2 separate regions of the Rattus norvegicus genome follow, and region 2 is linked to region 1. Evidence: chromatin contacts called from public Hi-C data. All regions are on one chromosome and are shown on one strand. Each heading gives the region's core, a stretch centred on a gene start, on an enhancer-like site or on the middle of the called end of the contact. The rest is flanking DNA. Distances are from core to core; before and after follow the strand shown.

Region 1 (5,091 bases), core at 1,118-3,617:
GGAGAAGCAGGCTGCATACGCCGCTGCTGCCACTCTTCTCTGGTTCTGAGGTGACTGCAGGCCTGAGGTGTACGCCTCACTTTCCGTCTCACTTTCCCCCTCCTTTCTCTTTCCAGTGTATGTGGTAGAAGACCAAAGAAGAGATGACCTGGGCCCATCCACCTGCCTCACAGCCTGCTGGACTGCTCTGTGTTGCTGCTGCCTGTGGGACATGCTCACCTGATCACCTGATGAGCCTAGCTCTTCTGCTTGGCCGCTCTGTGCCACTCCGATAGGTGTGCCTGGGCCCACCTCTTCTGATTGCTGTATTGACTAGCTCTGCGCAGACACCTCTACTCTCAGTCCTATGGAGTTTTAGACTAGTGAGGGTTTCTGCTATTTAGTTCAGTGACTTGATCTTTTTAATGTTCAAAACTCATTTCTTACTGATCTTTAACAAATGTGCTAAATAATTTCCCTTTTTTTTTGGCCAAAGGCTTAGTTATGAAATATATATTTATAATGTTTAAATTATACACTCAAGGTAATGGCAATATGTGACACACCACTAGATCTCTGCTCACACCCTATATGTTTCAATAAATCTGTCCAAAATCTGTGTGTCTGAATCATTCCGGGTAAACTAAACCTCCTTGGGGCTGTGCTTCTGTATCTCCCAGATTCTGTTATACTCCAACCACCACGGCTCGTAAGATACAAGCAGGTCAGCTTGTGATACCTACCACCCAATTCACAAAGGGGAACTTTTCTTCTATTCTGGCTAATGTCTTAAAAGTGCTGCCCAAGGCCCAGTGTCATATTTACCAACACAGCTCAGACTCGCTTATGCCTAGGCCCTGGGAAAGGGACCTCTGGGTGACTCTGAACTGCTCCTGCTCACCAGGAGTCCATAATCACAGGGTAAACAAATCAGAGGCTCTTCCTGCTCCCACCCACTCCTAAACTAGTTAACCAGCCTGTTGTTCTCACATTCAGCCACAGGGTGTCGCTAAGTTGTCAAAAAACAAGTCAGAGTCTCCTTGGCCACAGAGCGCCAGGGCAGCCTTGCCTGCTGTCCATCTAAGCAGCAGTGGAGGGCAGTGTGCTTCCATCACTCAAACTGAAAGTCCGACCTAGGCTAGACGAGACAGCGCCTCAAGAGAAACAATTTTCCATCTTCACACACTGGATCAGCATTCCCAGTTAAAGCCCACCACCAAATAACACTCTGGCTGCAGGGAACAGGAAGGGAGGTGTTCTGAGTATTCACTAGTAGTTTTTTCGAAATACTTAGTTTACATCTAGTTTTCAAGAACAGTTGTGTTCAGCTGACCTGCAGTAAATTCCTGAAAGCTGCGCGGTGAACGGGCTGTTCTGAGAAAACGAAGGGGAGCTCAGAGGTGGCACCATGGCCAGACAGAGCCAGAGATGCTGCTTGCTATTGAACTTTGTTTTGGAATTCTGAGGAGAAAACAGGGAAGGAACCCTGACGCCAACTGTGGCTCTGTTCACCTCACCTATCAACTTGTCTTCCTTCTTCTATGCTCTACAGGGAGGCCCATGTGTCACCTGTCAAGGGACAGAAGGAGGAGAAAAAAGGGACGCGAGCTGAGGTAGACACTTGCCTCTCTCTCCTCAGTTGGAGAAAAGCAGATGTCATAGAGTGAGACATAGTTTTTTATTGGTCTAACCTGGTCTAACCCACATGCCTAGTGACAGGCTTGGGCAGCTTTCTCCCTCTGCCCTCCATTTCTTCCCTCTGTTGAGAGCTCCTGGCTTGCCCCAGGAAAGAAGAGTGTCCTGGGCAGTGGTTGGCAGACATTCAGTTGGGACCTGAAGGGCCTCAGGGTGACAGAGAGATGGGGCCACAGGGCAGAGGGAGGGCAGTGCCCTGCACAACCCCTGTCTTGACACAGGATGAGAGGGATCAGAAAGGAAGAACTTTCCCAGCAGCTCCTACTGTGCCCTTCGAGCCATCAGCATTTCTCGGATGTTGTCTTCAGCTTCCTTAACACTCCGTTCCAGGTAGGACTTTTTCTGCTGTAATGTGAGAAAAAAAGGGTTAGGACCAAAGTGAGCAGGTGCAGCCATTACAGCCACAGGTTCTGGTGTCCTCCCTGAAGTGATATTAGACACGCTCCCAAACAAAAGGCAGGTGAGCTCACCTGTCTGTCCACAGCATTCCCCTCGGGCAGCCCATAGCAACCTTTCCCCCAAAGTAAGGACAACCAGACGAAGGCCAGAACAAAGCTGCTGCCCCACAGTGGACGGTCTCTCTGGGTTTTCCATGGTCTGAGCCAGGCATCCACAGCCTCTGGTGGACAGAGCAGACAGCATGCACCACGCTATCCAGTGGGCCCAGAGCAGTCTCTGCACATCTCACTCAGGCAGATGAGTCAGAGTGCAAACTGCTTTCCTAATGAATCTGCTGCTGCCACAATCCAGAACAATGACACATGGGTAAAGCAGGCTTGTGGAAGCTCACCTTCTGTCCTAAATTAAACTCTAAACTTCGACAAAGAAACATAACTACTTTCTGAAGCCACATCAGGACTGGGACCACAAAGATTAGTCAAAGGAAATGATGTATATACATTTTTTGTCCTGTGCTCATCCCAAAAGCATGATGGCTTTACCACAGGCTCCTGCCCAAGGAACAACGTTGTGGCTGTGTTCCCATCTAGCAGACAGGAAGTGCCCATTAGAGGAATAGTACACGTCTTCAAAGAATACCAGGAACCACTCCCAGGGTCAATGACTGAAGGAGCTGCACTGGGGCTGCTAGAGCCAAGGAGGTGCCACCAGTGTCCTCCACATTTCACAAAAGTGCCTACATGACCCAGGGAAAGTGTACATGGAGGGCTGGTGGGCCACACATCACTGTGCTTCTAGAAGCATCACAACCTGCTTGACAGATCTTCCGGACCTGCTTGCTTGGGACATGAAGGGAACAGACAGGGAAAGAGCCTATCTACAAGGTGGTCATTTGTACCAAAGCTCTGCCTTAAACTTCTCCTACTGTGGCCAGACAGCTCTCAAACCATGTGTTCCAAGGCTCGCTCTGCAGAAGCAAGACACAAATCTGTACCAGCTCTTGTGCGAGCCTTCTCTAACCTGACTTTCCAATTAAACTTCCTCTTGGGCAGGAAAAGCCCAGACCCTGACTCATCTACCTTCTGCCAACTTGCACCTACTTCCTTACAACACCAGGAGTGCCATAAAAGCCATCAGGACTGTGACAATTCAGCAGCACCAAATGTGTACTGTTGCTATGGAATTTTGCTTAAGTACACTGCTAACCCTGATACGGCCTATCACAGTGATAGAGTGGGGACTGAACTTCCTTTGATAAACAACCCTTACTTGTGAGTTTAAGAGGCAAATACTGATAACTGCTGGCTCATCACTAAAGAATGTGCCCATATAGGATAGCAGTCATAGTTCCACATGCCACCTGGGCAACTTGGACCCAGCCTCATGAGAAGAGCTAGCAGAGGAGCAGAGCTCTCCCAGCCATAGCTAGTGCCCAGGGACCTGGGTCTGTTGCTTTTGCTCTGACAAAACTGCTGTCATAGATGACAAAACCATAAACTTAGAATAACAGCAAGGGCCACTTCATCCTGCCCAGGTTTCCAAACAAATGCAGGTTATAATCCCAGCATCAGTACAATATTTCACAGCATTTCTTCCTTCAGTCTTTCAGAAATTTTATATTAGTATAACCCAAAGTCCTTGAATTTAAAAACAAAACAAACAAACAACCCGGCAGAATGGTGGCTAGAGACCTAGCTCAGCAGTTATGAGCACTGCCTGCTCTTTGCAGAGGATCGAGGTTCAGTTCCTAGCAGAGGATCGAGATTTAGTTCCTAGCACCCATATCATAACTCACTCTAGTTCCTGGGGACCCAATACCTTGGGCACCAGGAACACATATAGTATACATACATACATGCAAACAAAACACAATATGTGAAAGTATTTTTTAAAAAGATAGCATAAGTAAGCTTTTAAGTCTCATTGTCTGGTTGGCTTTTATTTTTAGAGACAGGATTTTCCCATGTAACCTGAGCTTTCCTGGTACTCTATGTGTAGCCTAGGCTGGCTCTGAACTTGTAGTAATCCTCTTGCCTCAAGTCTTCCAAGTGCTGGGGTTACAGGTATGTGCCATCAAACCCAAAACTTTAAATCTTCAGTTTAAATAAACTTAGTGGACAATTCTTTAAAAATAAGTAGTTTAATAATGGAGCTTTCCTAAGTATTTCAATAGTTCCTGTCTCGGCATCAAGTATAACTAAGCCCAAATGATATCCAATCCAGACATGCTGTAAGGGAAACCACCTGATCCCTGCTACCCCTGAACACACTCTTAATCAGGAACAGAAGTCTCCAGATTTGATCCCATTATGGATTCTAAATCCAGTTAATGTCCTTGAAAGAAGGGGATGTAAAGGTCACAGAGGGAGAATGCCATGTGTGCTCTAAGACTTGCATGGTCGGCCTATAAGAAAGCTGGAAGAGCTAAGCAAGCATCTTTCTGCGGCCCTTCAACACCTTAGTTCTGGACTCAGCCTCCAGGAAATGGGAAAAGATTTTTTTTTTCCAGTCTATGAATTTGTAGTGAGTATAGCTAAGAAATCAACACAGAACATGAGAAGAGGTGTGTCTACAAACGCTTCATACCAAAGCTCTTCTAGACCTAAAGGACCATGTACCTCTGGTCACATCAATTGGCAAATGTCTCTAAACATTTTTATGCTGGGATTGTACTACTCTCAAAGACAACTGAGAGAAAACCAACCCAACCAAAATGCAAACAAAGTCATCACAAGGACAAAGAAAATGAAGGACTCAAGCGTTAGTTGGCCTTTTTCCCTTGACTTCTGTACTTAAATCCTACGCAGATCACAAAGTCAGGGCCTGCCTTCCCTTTCTGGAACAGCAGCTCCATTCTTGCATTGGGTCTACACAAAGCCATCACTGGTGTGCCATCCATGAGCCTGTCACATCCTGCTAGCCCTGTCTCCAGACCTTCACGAAGTGACTGTCTTCTGACTTCCTCACTGTGGCTGGGGTCTTCCCTTTGTACTCAGAGCTTTCTGTCCGACAGCCTTC
Region 2 (5,091 bases), core at 1,343-3,842, 52 kb after region 1:
CAGGCACAGAAATGCATTAATCCTAGAACCCAGGAGGATCTCTTGTGATTTCTAGGCTAGCCTAGTCTACCTATATAGTGAGTTCCAAGCTAGTCCAGGATGCATGGTGAGACCATGTCTCAAAAAGAAAAAGAGAAAAAGAAAGAAAAGCTTACAAGGCTGAGATTTATAGCATGAGAGAATGCTATCTAAGGCTAAGTTTACATGTTTCAAGACAAGAATGGCAGAAAGATGCACATATTTAGCATCCCCAGAACAATAGCAAGTGGCTTCTTTTATTAGGAACAGCTGTTTCAGCTGTCGTATTACTTAGGCACAGGTTAACCAGAGACAGCTACTTATGATGTTACTTATGGGAGCTAGGGAAACAGTGCAGTCAGCTGACCCAGGGTTCACTCCCCAGGACCCACAAGGTGGCTGAGCTTGGGAGCTGATGGGATGGCTCAGGGGTTAAAAGCACTGGCTGCTTTTGCAGAGGACCAGGTTTGGTTCCCAGTACCCACATAGCAACCCACAACCACATGTTAACTACAGTTTCAGGGGGATGCAAAGCCCTCTTCTAGCCTGAGAGGGATGCACACATATGGTATACAGGCATTCATGCAGGCAAGACACATACATAAAAATACAACTTGTTGTTGTTTAATGCTAGGCATGAAGGGCAAGGGGGAAATAAAGGTCCCAGCAGCTCACAAGACAATCTCGCCAAAGTGGCAATCCCTAGGTCCCAGTGAGAGGTCTTGTCGAATGCAGGAAGCCCTGAGTGCAAATCCTAGCACTAGGGAAACTGGGTGTAGGGGTGCATGCCAACTACATAGCCAAGTTCCAGGCCAACCTAGGCGACATGAGACTCTGTCTCTTGGGAAAAACAAAACCAGAATCCAAATCTGGGCCAGTAGATGGCTCAGCTTGCCTAGAAGGCCTGATACCAAGAGTTCAATCCCCAGGACCCACCTCATAAGAGAGAACTAACTCCCAAAAATTGTTCTCTGACTTCCACTAAGCACCTTGCAAAATGTACACACACACAACTTTTAAAAATGTTTCTCACCTAAAAAAAACCTACTGAACAAAAAAAAAAAAAAAAGGATTACAGTAATTCCAAATGCTAGACTCCGTTTTAAAAATGTGTTTACTGGGGTTGGGGATTTAGCTCAGTGGTAGAGCGCTTGCCTAGAAAGCGCAAGGCCCTGGGTTCGGTCCCCAGCTCCGAAAAAAAAAAAAAAAAAAAGAAAAGAAAAAACAAAAATGTGTTTACTATTGTTTGTGTGAGCACCGAGCAGTGTACTAGTGTGTGCCTCTAAGATTAGAGAACAACTTTGTGTAGTTCTCTCCTTCTACCGTTGGTTCCAGGGATAGAACTTAAACAGCCAGGCGCCTGGCAAGTATTTTCACCACTGACCCATCTTGCTGCCTGGGGCTCAATCTTTTAAGACTTTTCTTGCCAGGGACCCTAGCACATATCTGTTACCCTAATACTCTGAAGGCAACAGCACTAAAGTACATTAGGGGTTCAGGGCCTGACCAAACTAAACCAAGCTAACCAGAAAGAAAAAAAAAAAAAAAAAAACACTAGAAGTTTACCTTTCTAGAAAAGTACATTTAAACAGAATGAGTTCTAGGGTCCTTTCTAATTACAGCTAACTCTCCACAAAGATAGCACAGCCAGGATCAGTCCCAAGACTGTTAAGTAGCAAAAATGTTTCCAATTAACAACCCATTTATAAACAGGCATTTGACTCAAGACTAATTCCCAGAACTCAAGAGGCTGAGGCAGAAAGACTGCCTGGAATTCAAGGGCAATAAGTCCCACGTCAATCTAGAACACCCTGAGACATTGTCTCTTAAAAAAAAAAAAGCAAAATAACAAAATCATTTCTAAGCAACGGATTGAACAAAATAATAATAACAACAACAACAATCCAATTCCTCTGAAAGGTCTTTTGGAAAACTTACTTGGGGAGGAGGGGTAGTGTATGAGCTCTTTACAAAGGTGATGGGGAAGGGAGGATTAGAGCCTTGACAGGAGTCAAGCAGTGTCTGCTTATTTGAGGTGTAAATACAGAAAGACCTTTCAAGGTATAGTGTAGAATAAATGACCTAAAAGCAAAGATTGAACCTGGAGTTTTTCAAATCAAATGAGGAAACCAAACTGCAAGTTCTCCTGCAAGCATCCTGACAGGCATCATCACTGTGAGACACTGTCTTCAGTCCTTGCTATGAAATTGGTACCCGACGGCTCCAAAACACAGAGAGATGTCTCTGAAGTTCCAACATAAGAACACACTGCAGCCCAGCCCGCGTGCGACCCAGCAACCTAAACCCACCAGAAACAGCTCCTGCGAGCAAGAGCCTCCACCTGAAGCAGAGCGGGTCCGGTCTCAAGGCTTCGGGAGGCCAGACCCCGCCCCCTACAGTCTCCTTCCTCCAGCGAAACGCGAGCTTTCCCCCTCCCCCCTCACGCCCCCATTTTCGTCCCTACTCGCTTTATCATTCAAACAGAAGTGTCTGTCTGCTGAAAATCCCCCCTTACCTTCTTCAACTCCAGATCCACGGAGGCGGCCATATTGAAGGACACTATGCGCCTGCGCTAGAGGCAAGCCGGAAAGGGGTGGGGGAAGGGCGCTTGCAGGTTTTATTGGTAGGCTTCCTTCTGCGCCTGCGCAAAGGTGAACTCAACTAACCCAGATTTCTCAGCTTGTAATCTACCCGACTCTACCACTCTGCCACGAGACAAATGACCCTGAACATTGAAATTCTGATTATATTTGATAAACGTGTAACTGCCGAGATGTAACTTGCTCCTCCACATACAATTAGAAAAACATCTTCACTTGGGCTGCGGAATTGAAACAGGTTTGTCGGTCAGCTCATCAATCATTCATTCAGTTCCTGTGCTGTCAGTCCAGCTTCGGGCATGCCAGTAAGACCATTAGCAATATGGTTCATCTAAAAAGAACCTAATTCTGCCGAAGCTTCCTCATATATCTTCTAGACACAGTGCTTCTTGAGACAATTCTGTTTGTTGGGATCAGATTCCTGACTGGGGTGTAGTTCAGTTGGCTAAATGCTTGCCTAGCACATTTGATACTCTGAATTGCCCCGTACAAAACGAGTATGATGATGCATTCCTGTGATCCAAGTGCTAGGTAGGTTGAGGCAGGAGGATCATACGTTCAAGGTCAGGTCAGCCTGGGGAATAAAGGTGCTTGCCACCATAACGAAATAAATGAGTTCAATCCTGAGAACCCACATGGTGCAGAGAACTGATTCCCACAAATTATCCTCTGACTCCCTTCCATGTGTGTACCTCCACACATGCTTATGAACGCACACATACACTGAATAGATTCAAATTTAAAACTAGGAACTGGAGAGATGGGTCAGCAGTTAAAGAGCTTATACCCTTGGGGCTGGAGAGATGGCTCAGTGGTTAAGAGCACTGACTGCTCTTCCAGAGGTCCTGAGTTCAATTCCCAGCAACCACATGGTGGCTCACAACCATCTGTAATGGGATCCGATGCCCTCTTCTGGTGTGTCTGAAGACAGCTACAGTGTACTCATATAAATAAAATAAATCTTTAAAAAAAAAAAAAAGAGCTTATACTCTTATTCCAGCGAATCAGAGCTTGACTCTCAGCACACGTTAGATGGCTCACAATGACCTGTAATCTCCAGTCCCCAGAGAATGCACACCCTAGCCTCTGCAGGCACCTGTGCTTACATGCTCTCACACGCATGCACATGTGTAGACAAAATTAAAGATAATAAGAATAAATCTTTTTGTACTTTAAAAAAGTTCAAGTTATCCTCAATGACATAGAGAGCTGGGGTTCATCTTGGACTGCATAAGACTTGTCTCAAAAAAAACAAAAACCCAAAAACTCAAAAATAATAGATGAGGGTCAAACATTGCGGTCCTCCCCGTGATCCTAGGACTGGAGAAACTGAGGCAGAAAGCTCGCCATGAATTTAAGGGCAGTCTGGTAGTGATCCCAGACCAGTGTAGGCTGCTTATACAGGGGCACCACGCTAAGAGACAGGGGCAGGATACAGACTGCGATCTTACACAGAGATCCACTTTGGCTTGGGCACTGTCATTCTCTCATTCCTGCTTGGCACACAACATACTTCTCTCATCTAAGGGCGTGTGTAATTTGGAGAATGTGCAGCCAGTGTCTGACTAGAAGTGTGTGGAAGCATCCATGTCTCTCAACCTCTGCTTTATGCTTCATACCTTCCTATCTCGGTGAGCTACGCTTCACTAATGTGAGCGTTGTCCCTTCAACTGTGTCTCGTTTGTCATTTCACTCTTCAATTGAATTTTTACTTCAATGACTATAAACTCTAATGTTTCATTCAGTGCTTTTCTTCTCCACTGAGACAGGATTTCACTCTGTAGCCCATGCTAGCCTTAAGCTCCTCATCTGCCTGCTTCAGCCTCCGAAACACTGTCGTTCTAGCTATGCATCACCGTGCTCTGTTTAGACTACAGTTTAGAAAATTCTACTTAGGCCAGCTAATTTAAATTAAAGGCTACAAAGTTAAATTCTGCCTCAAAAATCCAGAAATAAAAACTTTCCAGTTGATCATTTTCAAATTTATCAGCTCTTTCCCATGCTACTTGATGTTGAATACAATTAGAGCATACTCATTCTAAGTACTGGACGCTTTCTTTACAATGCCTTGGGCCTGAGGTTTTCTGGATGTGATTTCTTTCATTGAGGATGTCTGCTGGACCTCTCTTGTGATGATTTTCTTTGATCCCAGTGCTAAGGAGACAGAAGCAAGAAGATCTCTGTCTAGACCAGCCAGGACTACATAGACCTAAAAAAAAAAAAAAAAAAAAAGAATAAAAGAAAGAAACACCTTTGTAACTGCCTTCCATTTATATCTACCAAAAAAATCTTATGAAATATATGAGTCCCAGATTCCCAGATTCCCAGATTGTGTGTGTGTGTGTATGTGTGTGTGTAGGTCAGAGGACAACTTTGGGTTGAAACAAAGTCCTTTTTGTTTCTGTCACTGTGCATTGTGCACCCAGCACTGCTGGATCACTGTATCCGGCTTTTTATGTGAGTTCCAAGACCC

What was found. Hi-C and Micro-C count contacts between places; a contact is called where the count stands out from the background.
Region 2: a contact with region 1 is called in a Hi-C map of Schwann cells, with 4 times the contacts expected there. The contact joins the promoter of Pfdn1 here to the enhancer-like site in region 1. A contact is called at or near these places in 7 of 12 Hi-C or Micro-C datasets (the A7r5 cell line, Schwann cells, hepatocytes and 4 more).

Annotation. Positions count from the first base shown.
Region 1 is chr18:28,286,979-28,292,069 of GRCr8, forward strand. Pfdn1 (prefoldin subunit 1) reads right to left here. Exons shown (of 4, transcript NM_001108427.1): 4 at 1,232-2,019. The coding sequence ends at 1,936. It overlaps Cystm1 (cysteine-rich transmembrane module containing 1), which reads left to right. Exons shown (of 3, transcript NM_001402495.1): 3 at 117-596. The coding sequence ends at 223. Among named protein-coding and RNA genes, the nearest start is that of Pfdn1, 52 kb to the right of the region's middle. Within about 2 kb of position 2,368, at least 15 of the 93 cell types and tissues checked have an H3K27ac peak or open chromatin away from gene starts, as enhancers often do. A contact at or near this core is called in Schwann cells, where this site is marked.
Region 2 is chr18:28,338,531-28,343,621 of GRCr8, forward strand. It overlaps Pfdn1 (prefoldin subunit 1), which reads right to left and starts at 2,593. Exons shown (of 4, transcript NM_001108427.1): 1 at 2,534-2,593. The coding sequence starts at 2,566.